Regions from separate parts of the Cyprinus carpio genome. Here region 1 is linked to region 2. The links are chromatin contacts, called in public Hi-C maps. All regions are on one chromosome and are shown on one strand. The core of a region is the stretch at or near the end of the contact, and the rest is flanking DNA. Distances in the headings are between cores, read along the strand shown. Region 1 overlaps LOC109078398 (E3 ubiquitin-protein ligase arih1-like). Region 2 holds the start of LOC109095338 (very-long-chain (3R)-3-hydroxyacyl-CoA dehydratase-like).

Evidence for each region. A called contact is a pair of places that touch in the nucleus more often than the background predicts.
Region 1: a contact with region 2 is called in a Hi-C map of liver, with 2.5 times the contacts expected there. The contact joins the enhancer-like site here to the promoter of LOC109095338 in region 2. A contact is called at or near these places in 2 of 8 Hi-C or Micro-C datasets (liver and skeletal muscle).

The regions. Positions count from the first base shown.
Region 1 is chrA18:20,097,020-20,101,410 of ASM1834038v1, reverse strand. LOC109078398 (E3 ubiquitin-protein ligase arih1-like) reads left to right here. Exons shown (of 14, transcript XM_019093679.2): 12 at 86-346; 13 at 437-549; 14 at 1,015-3,441. The coding sequence ends at 1,099. Among protein-coding and RNA genes, the nearest start is that of LOC109078401, 12 kb to the right of the region's middle. Within about 2 kb of position 1,605, at least 1 of the 8 cell types and tissues checked has an H3K27ac peak or open chromatin away from gene starts, as enhancers often do. A contact at or near this core is called in liver, where this site is marked.
Region 2 is chrA18:20,063,719-20,068,481 of ASM1834038v1, reverse strand. It overlaps LOC109095338 (very-long-chain (3R)-3-hydroxyacyl-CoA dehydratase-like), which reads left to right and starts at 2,402. Exons shown (of 11, transcript XM_042775330.1): 1 at 2,402-2,626; 2 at 3,690-3,732; 3 at 3,812-3,855; 4 at 4,060-4,224; 5 at 4,328-4,376; 6 at 4,483-4,593. The coding sequence starts at 2,546.

The DNA.
Region 1 (4,391 bases), core at 356-2,855, 34 kb before region 2:
GTAAATAATGTCAGTCCATTCGTGTTGAACATGCGAAATGTAGTCTTATTTTTAAACCTTTCATATGTTTGTACGTGTTGTTCAGCGCTCCAGAGCAGCCCTGCAGAGGTACCTGTTCTACTGCAACCGCTACATGAACCACATGCAGAGCCTGCGCTTCGAGCACAAGCTGTACGCCCAGGTCAAACAGAAGATGGAGGAGATGCAGCAGCACAACATGTCGTGGATCGAGGTGCAGTTCCTGAAGAAGGCTGTGGACGTGCTGTGCCAGTGCCGCTCCACACTCATGTTCACCTACGTCTTTGCATTCTACCTCAAGAAGAACAACCAGTCTATCATCTTCGAGGTAAACCAGGGATGCTCAGTTTTGAATAGGTTGTTGTAAAAACACGAATAATGTCATTTTAAATGTTTTGTGGTTTGTGTTTGCACTCAGAATAACCAGGCAGATCTGGAGAATGCTACAGAGGTTCTATCGGGATACCTGGAACGAGACATCTCCCAAGATTCTCTGCAGGACATTAAGCAGAAAGTACAAGATAAATACAGGCAAGTGTACAAATTTACTTTAAAGGGATAATTCACCCAAAAATAAAAATGGTCATCATTTACTCAACCTCAACGTCATTCCAAACCTGTAGGACTTTCTTTAAAAGAGATATTTTGAAGAATGTTAGTAACCAAACAGTTTCTATTCCCTTTGACTTTCATTGTATGGGGGAAAAAAAAGTCTCAACTAAAGATTTTAAAATAAAGCTTATTATTAAATGCTTTACTTAAGTTAACTTGGACAGCCCTGAAAAATTAACTTTGAAAAAAAATAAAACAATCTCTTACATTTTCCACAGACCTTCTAGCACCCTTCCTGGCAAGTTTGAAAAACTCTTGACATAAAACAACTTTTATTTCATTCAAAGTGTGCATTTCCATGCATTCAAGCATGACCACATGTCCATACTTTACAGGAAAATTGTGCATGCGTCTCTTTGTTTATAACAGTCCTCTTGTGTGCAGATACTGTGAGAGCAGACGGAGAGTGCTGCTGCAACATGTACATGAAGGCTATGACAAAGACCTGTGGGAGTACATCGAGGATTGAGGCTACATCTCCACACCACAGACTCTTGGAGACAAACTCCACCCACTAGAGCGCTGATGCAATGACAAATGAGCAGCACAGACCTCCTCGCTGCCTCCTCCCTGGCAAACCGCCCTGCATTGCATAATTTTTCCAGATTTTTGTTTCAAGAAAAGCATAAGAATAAATTCTATTTAAATGAAAAAGTTAGAACATTAAAAATAAAATGATACATGTTCAACAGTATTGTTAGCAGCGTGGAGCGCAAGACTGAGAAATCCAACAAAAAGGCAAAATATCTTCCTTTTGCTTGCATTGTAAGATCTTGCCCTCAGAAATCTTTTCCCTCCTTATCAGTTTTGTTTGTGGACGTGTTCTGTTTGACTTTTTATTTACTCTTTTTGTGTGTGGAAAATGGACTTTGTTTTCAAAATGGCTTTAATCATTCTGACCATGTCTGGTGAGATCCGTGTTTGGGTTGCTGAATGTTGATTGTAAGGAGGTGACTTTTCAGCTTACAGACGTTAGTGGAATTGTACACAAAAAACACCAAAAAAACAGACAAAATTGGTATTTTTCAATTTGTAAATAATGCATATGCATGGAAGATAAAGAGTAAGAGTGGCATGTGTTTGCATCATTTTTAAAAGATATTTATCTTTACAGATATAAAAAAAAAAAAATGTATATTTGCTGTGTAGATTGAGTGTCTTTCCCTATCTTGGATCGCCCCTCTAAAGAGGTTTGGACTTGACGTAAATCGGGAGTCCGTGTCTCTCCCTCCCCTCCTCCCCTTTGCTCCACTGGGACTGAGCAGGGCTACATTCTGCCAAATTGAGCAGATCGTGCCAAGGTGGCGCTTTTCTGCCTACTAGGAGTCTTGTGAGAGCTTCTGGCTTTACAGTTGGAGGAAAATTTGCTGCTTTTTCCAACAGTTCAAACTTTTAAAACAGAACAGTGGTTTCCTCTGCTCTGCCTCCTTTGCTGTTATTCCCCCCCACTCCTCCTAGATAGATTTAGTATGGTAATATGATTTTAAGAGTTATATGAATAATTTCTGAGAGCCAAACTGAGTGACATTCACTCATATAACCTTTTATATTTTTTCTTTTTGTCTCTCTGAAGTTCATTCTTCGATCCCGACCCCGGCTCGAGGTTCTTTCTCTGCCTGGCCAACATGATGGGCCTGCTGAGCTGCTTTCTTGACTTCTGTAGTCAAGTGTTCTGACTGAGCCATTGACAAACAGGGTTAGGCCTTTTCCACATGATCGATTCTTTTGCACACCGCAAAACTAGTTGGAAGCCAATGTTATCTCTGCTGTGAGGTTCCACACTGCTTTAATTCTTTTCGTGTCAAATAATCACGTTTGCACCCGCAATGGTTTCCAAAGGGCCGTTTGAGTCATGATATAGTTTGCAGGGAATATGTGATGTAACCTTCGTACTGTGATGTTGCATTGGTGTACACTTTGTTCATGCAAAATTGTACAAATTGTTTGTGGACGCACCATGACCATCAGTGAAGCACTGACACCCTGTCTTCAGGGGAACAGAGGTGGGGTTCTGGGATAGACACAGGTGGGACAGTGTCATTGCAGATCAAGTTGGCATATTCAGACAACACCAAAGTGTCAATCTCAAACTGGTGATTCCCCCCCCCCCCCCACTTTCTGCTGGACGTGCGACTGATATATTAGTTTTTCTTTCTTTCTTCCTTTTCTTCTTTTGTACTTCAAATGTGCTCCGTGAAAATAAATGTCCTACAATGCATTTTTCATTCAAAGTAATAGCATTGTCTTGCGTTGTTGCCTGTTAATCCTTTTGCTTTGTGTGCTGGGAATGATTGCAATTTTTTTTTATATAAGTCTTTGTAATATGCCGTGGATGAGTGCTGAGATGGTCTTCCAGGTATAAACATACATACATTTCATGCAAGCATATTTCAGAACAAGAAATGGGAAAATCTGGGAAGTTTGGCTGTTTACTTGTAGGTCCCTGTAGTTTCTATTACAATGGGACACATGGTGTGATCTACAAAATATGGAATGGTTATACTGCCCCTGTATGCCACTTAGTGTGTGTTTAACTGTCCCCTTCCGGCCACTGCTTCTCAGTCACGCCTATTTGATCATGTCTGGTAGTTCATGAGCATCCAAATTTAACATTCACGGTAACAAAAAGCAGCTACTCTCATTTTGTTGAGACATCCAAAAACTTTTAATACTTTTCTACATTTATCCTTTCTTTATGCGATTCAATTTTTTTGATTTCTTATATACATAGTGTACAAATGTGTAAGAAATTAGTTGTTCATTTTGAAGAAAACAAATATTAAAGTGCAACATGTTGCAAACATTGCTTTAGTTTGTGTGCTTTTGTGTTTATTTCAAGCCAGTGTGTTTGACGCATCTAGGGTTTTGTTGGGTGGGACTGTTTGTTAGTAACACTAGATGATGTTTATGCTTTATATAAAACAGGATCTCATCCAAAGGATTAATGCAGTCCACAAATAAAGCACAAGGATGTCATCATGACATTTGAGAATTGGATTTTAATGTTCACAATGTAAATGTCCACCAGAGGGAGAACAATCTTAACTGATTCATCTAAACCAGAGGTCCTCAGTCCTGTTCCTGGAGCTCTTTTTTTCTGCAAAGTTCAACAGAAACCTACAGGATGAATGGGATGTAGAACAAATCACTCACATTTCTCTGCAGTGTATCACTGTTGTTGCCTGCAAAGTTGATCTATAAGTTTACAAGGAAACCACTTATTCCATTTCCACTTACTTTAGAAAAATAAAAAGGTAACCAAGAGGTTTAAAGTCAAAATTTGAGATACAGTGCTAATCAAATTCTGGGGTCAGTAAGTTTTTTAAAGGATACTTTTCATCAGCAAGGACATTAAATGGATCAAAAATGACAGTAAAGACATTTATAATTTTACAAAATATTTTTAATTCAAATGATTTAAAAAAATCTAAAATGACTTCCATCAAAAAAAAAAATAACATCAATACAAAGAGATTTCAAATAATTTTTTGAACAAATCAGCATGATTTCTGATCATGTGACACTGAAGTCAAGCTGCTAAAAAAAAAAAATCAGCATTTCCATCAATAGTTAAATATATTAAAAGTTATTTAAAATTGTAATCTTTCACAATATTACTGTTTTTACTGTATATTTGATCAAATAAATGCAGCCTTGATCTTGAGACTTATTTAAAAAATATTTTAAAAACCCTGACATATGAATGGTAGTATATGAAGTTGCAATTACCTTATTTTTTACTTAAAACATGTATGTGTTTT
Region 2 (4,763 bases), core at 1,153-3,652:
TTCTTTTGTTTTAATTACTATTCTGGAGAAAGTGAGCATGTGTTTTTGTTGTTAACAGGCATGGTTTATTTGTGAAGTGTCCTGAGACAAGTGAGGGAGCGAGTGGACAGGGAGGACATCAAACTCAAACATATACATTCTTCATTAGCCAAGAGAAAACCGTGGGAAAAAGTACATTACAGTTTTTCCAATACATTTTTTTAATGTCATATTGGCAATGAAACAAACCTAATTTCTGTAGTTTATTTTTGTGATGCAAGTTAAAAATGAAATGCATAAATTGTATACATTATTCAATTTTTGTGTGTAATTTATTCGTAAATAAGCCCTGAGTACTTTCTGTACATTTGTATTTTTGTTTTGCATATTCACACGTGTAAATAAAATAAAAGTGCTTATGTACATTGTTAATTTTTTTTAATGTAGCTTTTTTTTTTTTTTTTCACAAAACATTCTTTTATATGTTTATTTGTTTTCCTGTAAATACTTTTTTACACATTAAAATCAATTGTTCTATACATAATAGAAAGTACTTTTTACAACCAATTACAACATAGCTTAGGTTTAACATCAGAAAACAACATCAGTTTGAGCCCGGCCCAGCCTCCATGTGTTCTGGGGTCTTCAGGAGGTGAATCTCTTGGTGAATGGCCAGCACCTCCTCAGAGACTCTGAGGGACAGTGCGGTGACAGTGGAACGAGGCACATGTCAAACACTCTGGAGACCATCTGTATGATGTACCGCTGGCAGACAGAAGAGAAACATCAGAGTCTGGATCGTGGCACACCATCACTGTTGCCGTTCACTTCCCAGTAGATCCAGCAGCACAGTCAGGGTCTCCCTGCACAGAACAAACCACTAAACACCTGTCCAGCACTGACACATTCAGCTTTATCCTGCACAGGGGTCTGGTCTGATTTAGGGAAAGAAGGAAAAGAGAAATTGTTTAGAGCTATGACAATGTAATTAGTGCAAGAAATATTGACATACTTTAGTAAACTACTTTTAGTAACTACTAATACCATATTGGGGAAAAAACCACTACTCATATTTAAAACCTTTTAAACCCAAAATATAAATTACAAACCTGGAGCAACTTAAGGGTGAGTAAATGATTACCCAATTTTCATTTTTGGCTGAACTATCCTTTAAGTAAAAATATTATCTTGCATACTCTAATATACTTAAGGTATTGAGAGTAAAAGTAAATGATACTGCTGCACTTCTGTGTATGTTGCAGTTTACTTCTAAATATGTTCAAGGTTATTAAATTTAAAGTTGCTTGACATTAAGCTGTACTATGCTCTATTTTTTTAAATACAGTTTTATGGTTAACTGCCTAAAAAAATACGGGTTGCAAACCTGTCTACATATGGTCAAGACAATAAACTACATAAAATTGCACCTTTGTAAGATATCAGTCAGCATTTGAACTGCTATGTGTGTATTTTGTAGTTTTTTCGTATGTATCATTACATATTCAAGCAAGCTCCAAGACGGTACCTGCATTTAAAAGTTGTAATCCGACGAAGATCGCAGCAAACCAGTGTAGTTTACCTGGCCTCGGTCTTGGCTAAGCCTGAGGTTCACCACCATCTCCTCCATTATGAATAAATCATAAAAACAAAAACGAGCAGTTCTGGCTCCACCTATCCTGGCAGGACTGTCCTCTCGTCAGCGCACTTCTCGCACCGTTGCTATGCGACAGAGCGCTAATCGGAAACACCTGGTGACGGAATTAGGAAATCCTGTGAAGGCGGAGCATCTCACGCACTTCGGAGGACCCTTCGTGCACTTCGGAGGTCTGGCCTTCGAAGTGTGCACACTCAACTTTGGGACACAGCTAATGAGCTTCAAAACCGCTATTGAGGAGTCTATGGATCACAACAAGTACACTAATCCCATATTTTTAAACAAACCATAGTTCCTACATATAAGACGATGTACGCCTTTATTTATCAAAATGAAATATAATTTGAACTCCGTTTAAAAAAGTAATTCCCAGTGACAAATTATACAACCCAAAATCCTGAGGGCAGCTTCATCCTTATAATAAGAATTTTATATTACACATTGCAGATTGTATTTTTATTTTTTATTTTGCATAATTTATATATTATCGTCGTTTTTTCAGTCGGTTATGTCATCCGCAGTGCTTCATGGGTAGCGTAGTTCATTGGCTCATAAAGACGTTAACGTTACGTCCTTTGTCTTTTAGTCCGATTTCCGTTTCTTTAAATCAATGTTTAAATGTTGTGTTTTGTCTCAGGCCCGAGTGTAATAAAACAATAAAAAAAAAATCCACTCACTATTCAATCGATTGATTTATCTATAAAAAAAATGAAATAGACAACGTTACTTCCGGAGCGTGAAAAAGTGGGCGGCGAGTGTCGCGTTCACGAGAAGTGTACGCATGCGCTTTCGAAGAAATACTCTGAGCAAATGACAGAATCCCTGAAAACGTCTTCCGGCTGCATGTTACGAGTTATACGTCGCCTGTCATTCATTTTTAAATCTTAGCATTATTTAATGTGAATATTTGTAATGCAGACTCTCACACCTCACGTGTACTGGGCGCAGCGGCATGGGGAGATATATCTGCGAGTGGAGATCACCGATGCACAGGTAAGAAAAACTTGCTTTGGGGCAATTATTTCATAATAGTCATTTTCTAATTATGGTTTCTTTTGTCATTTACTGCATTTAATATATGTGCAACTCCAGACTGTAGGTTACTCTACTATAAAACTAAATCGTGTAAGGTTAATATTCTGTTGAATAACAACAGCCTCTGTAGGTCTGTTGACAGAGCTTGCATCAAGCCTGGATCACAGAAAATAAAATTGAAGACTACTGAAAGGGAGGTCAGGACTTGATCCTGCTGGACCCATTAACCATCTGATCCAGTTACAATGGCAGGGCATGTTTTATTTACAATCCAGTTTCTGACATAGGAGGAGCATCTGCACCCTTTCCCCTCATTGCTTTCTCTGGGCAGGTTAAATGTGTTTGACCAGTCCTCTAAATAAGGTGAAGAGAAAGAATATCCTTCTGCCGCTGAGAGCTCTGAAACAAAGGTGGTATTGCTGTGTTATATTAATAGGATTACTATGACGTCCCTATATGCAAATAAATGATAAAACAGCTTAGAAAGCTGTTACATTGTTTTCCATAGTATCTCTCCAATAAGTCAGAACCGCTAAAGAAAAATAAAACTTTTGGCATACATGGGTCAAAACATAATGACATCAGTTTTGACAACACTTTTTAATTACCAAACCTGTCAACACAAGCCCCAAAAACCAGTGGTTCTCAACCTTTTTTTTTTTTTTTACTCTAAGACGCACCATTGTCCACAACAGTATTCATAGGCACAGTGAATTATAATATCAGTCTGCTGGTCATTTGTACATTAATAAATGTAATTGTTCATTTCTAAATATTGAAAACACTTTAAAACGATTTTTAAAACATGAAATATCAATGGTCAGAAAGCCTGACTCAGTGAATGTGTTGTTTTATTATGCAATCCATTCATTACTGATGCTTCATTATTTTATAACAGCATATAATAATATCTGTTTGATGCATGGTGCATTTAAAGGCATTGTACTGATATAACAGGCAGTGGGAGGAGGAGCTTGAAACTTCACATTTCTTTTTTTCTCGTTTTGTCTCTATCGCACAGAATCTCACTATTGGTGTAGAAGAGAACATCCTTCACTTCAAAGGTACACGTCACAACCAACCACCAGCAGGACTCTCTTTCTCTTCAGCTGTGTGACTTTTGTTAATTTTGCTCTTTTCAAGGTCAAGGGCATGGAGCGAAATTACAAAAAAAGGTTAAGCCTGAGGTAACAGCCATCTTCATGTACTCTTTAGTGAAAAATTGCAAAAAAAACATCTGTGTTTGCCTTGCCAAAAACACAATAACAAAAACATAATAACATTAAGTTTGGTGCTTTATATTTGCCTTGTCAAAAACAGAATAACATTAAGTTTGGTGCTTTTTTCTGGTTGATTATGTTGGAGGAACATGAAAATGTTTGTGTCCACAGGTAAAACACAAATCCACCCAGCGGCAGGTGAATATCACGGTAAAGAAGCAGGAGCACGTCTGGTGGGATCGGCTCACTAAGCAAGAGAAGAAGCCTCTGTTTTTAGCACCTGATTTTGACCGTTGGCTGGATGAGTCAGATGCAGAAATGGAGCTCAGAGAGAAGGTAAAGAGGTTTGCTAATAACCAAAAACATGATTTATTTGTTATACTTGAGGAGCTTCCAAGTAGGTCACTGTCTGATGTGTTAAACTGTTTTCTTTACACAGGAAGAGAAAATAAACAAAGTCAGCATTGAGTCAAGGGTTCGTAAGGACCGTGAGTATATATTTAATTTTTTCTAGTATAAAGTAAACACATTGGGTCAGCTTACCAAATAATAACCATGTATTCATTACTCTTTTTTATGTTAATGTGTTTGCAGCTTTTCTTGGCCTGAAAAAAGGTTTTCTCTTTATGTACAATTTGGTCCAGTTCCTCGGTTATTCCTGGATATTTGTCAACATGACTGTACGTCTCTTCATACTTGGGCAAGGTTAGTCTAGTTTTTCAGCTTTATTTTGTAAGCAGCTTAAAGACACACTTCTGCTTTTTAGCTGTTGTCATTGTGAGTGTAAACATCTCATTTGAATTTTTTTTTAGAAGGCCTGCGGTTCTGTTATGCAAATTTTCATATATATATATATATATAGAGATATATATATA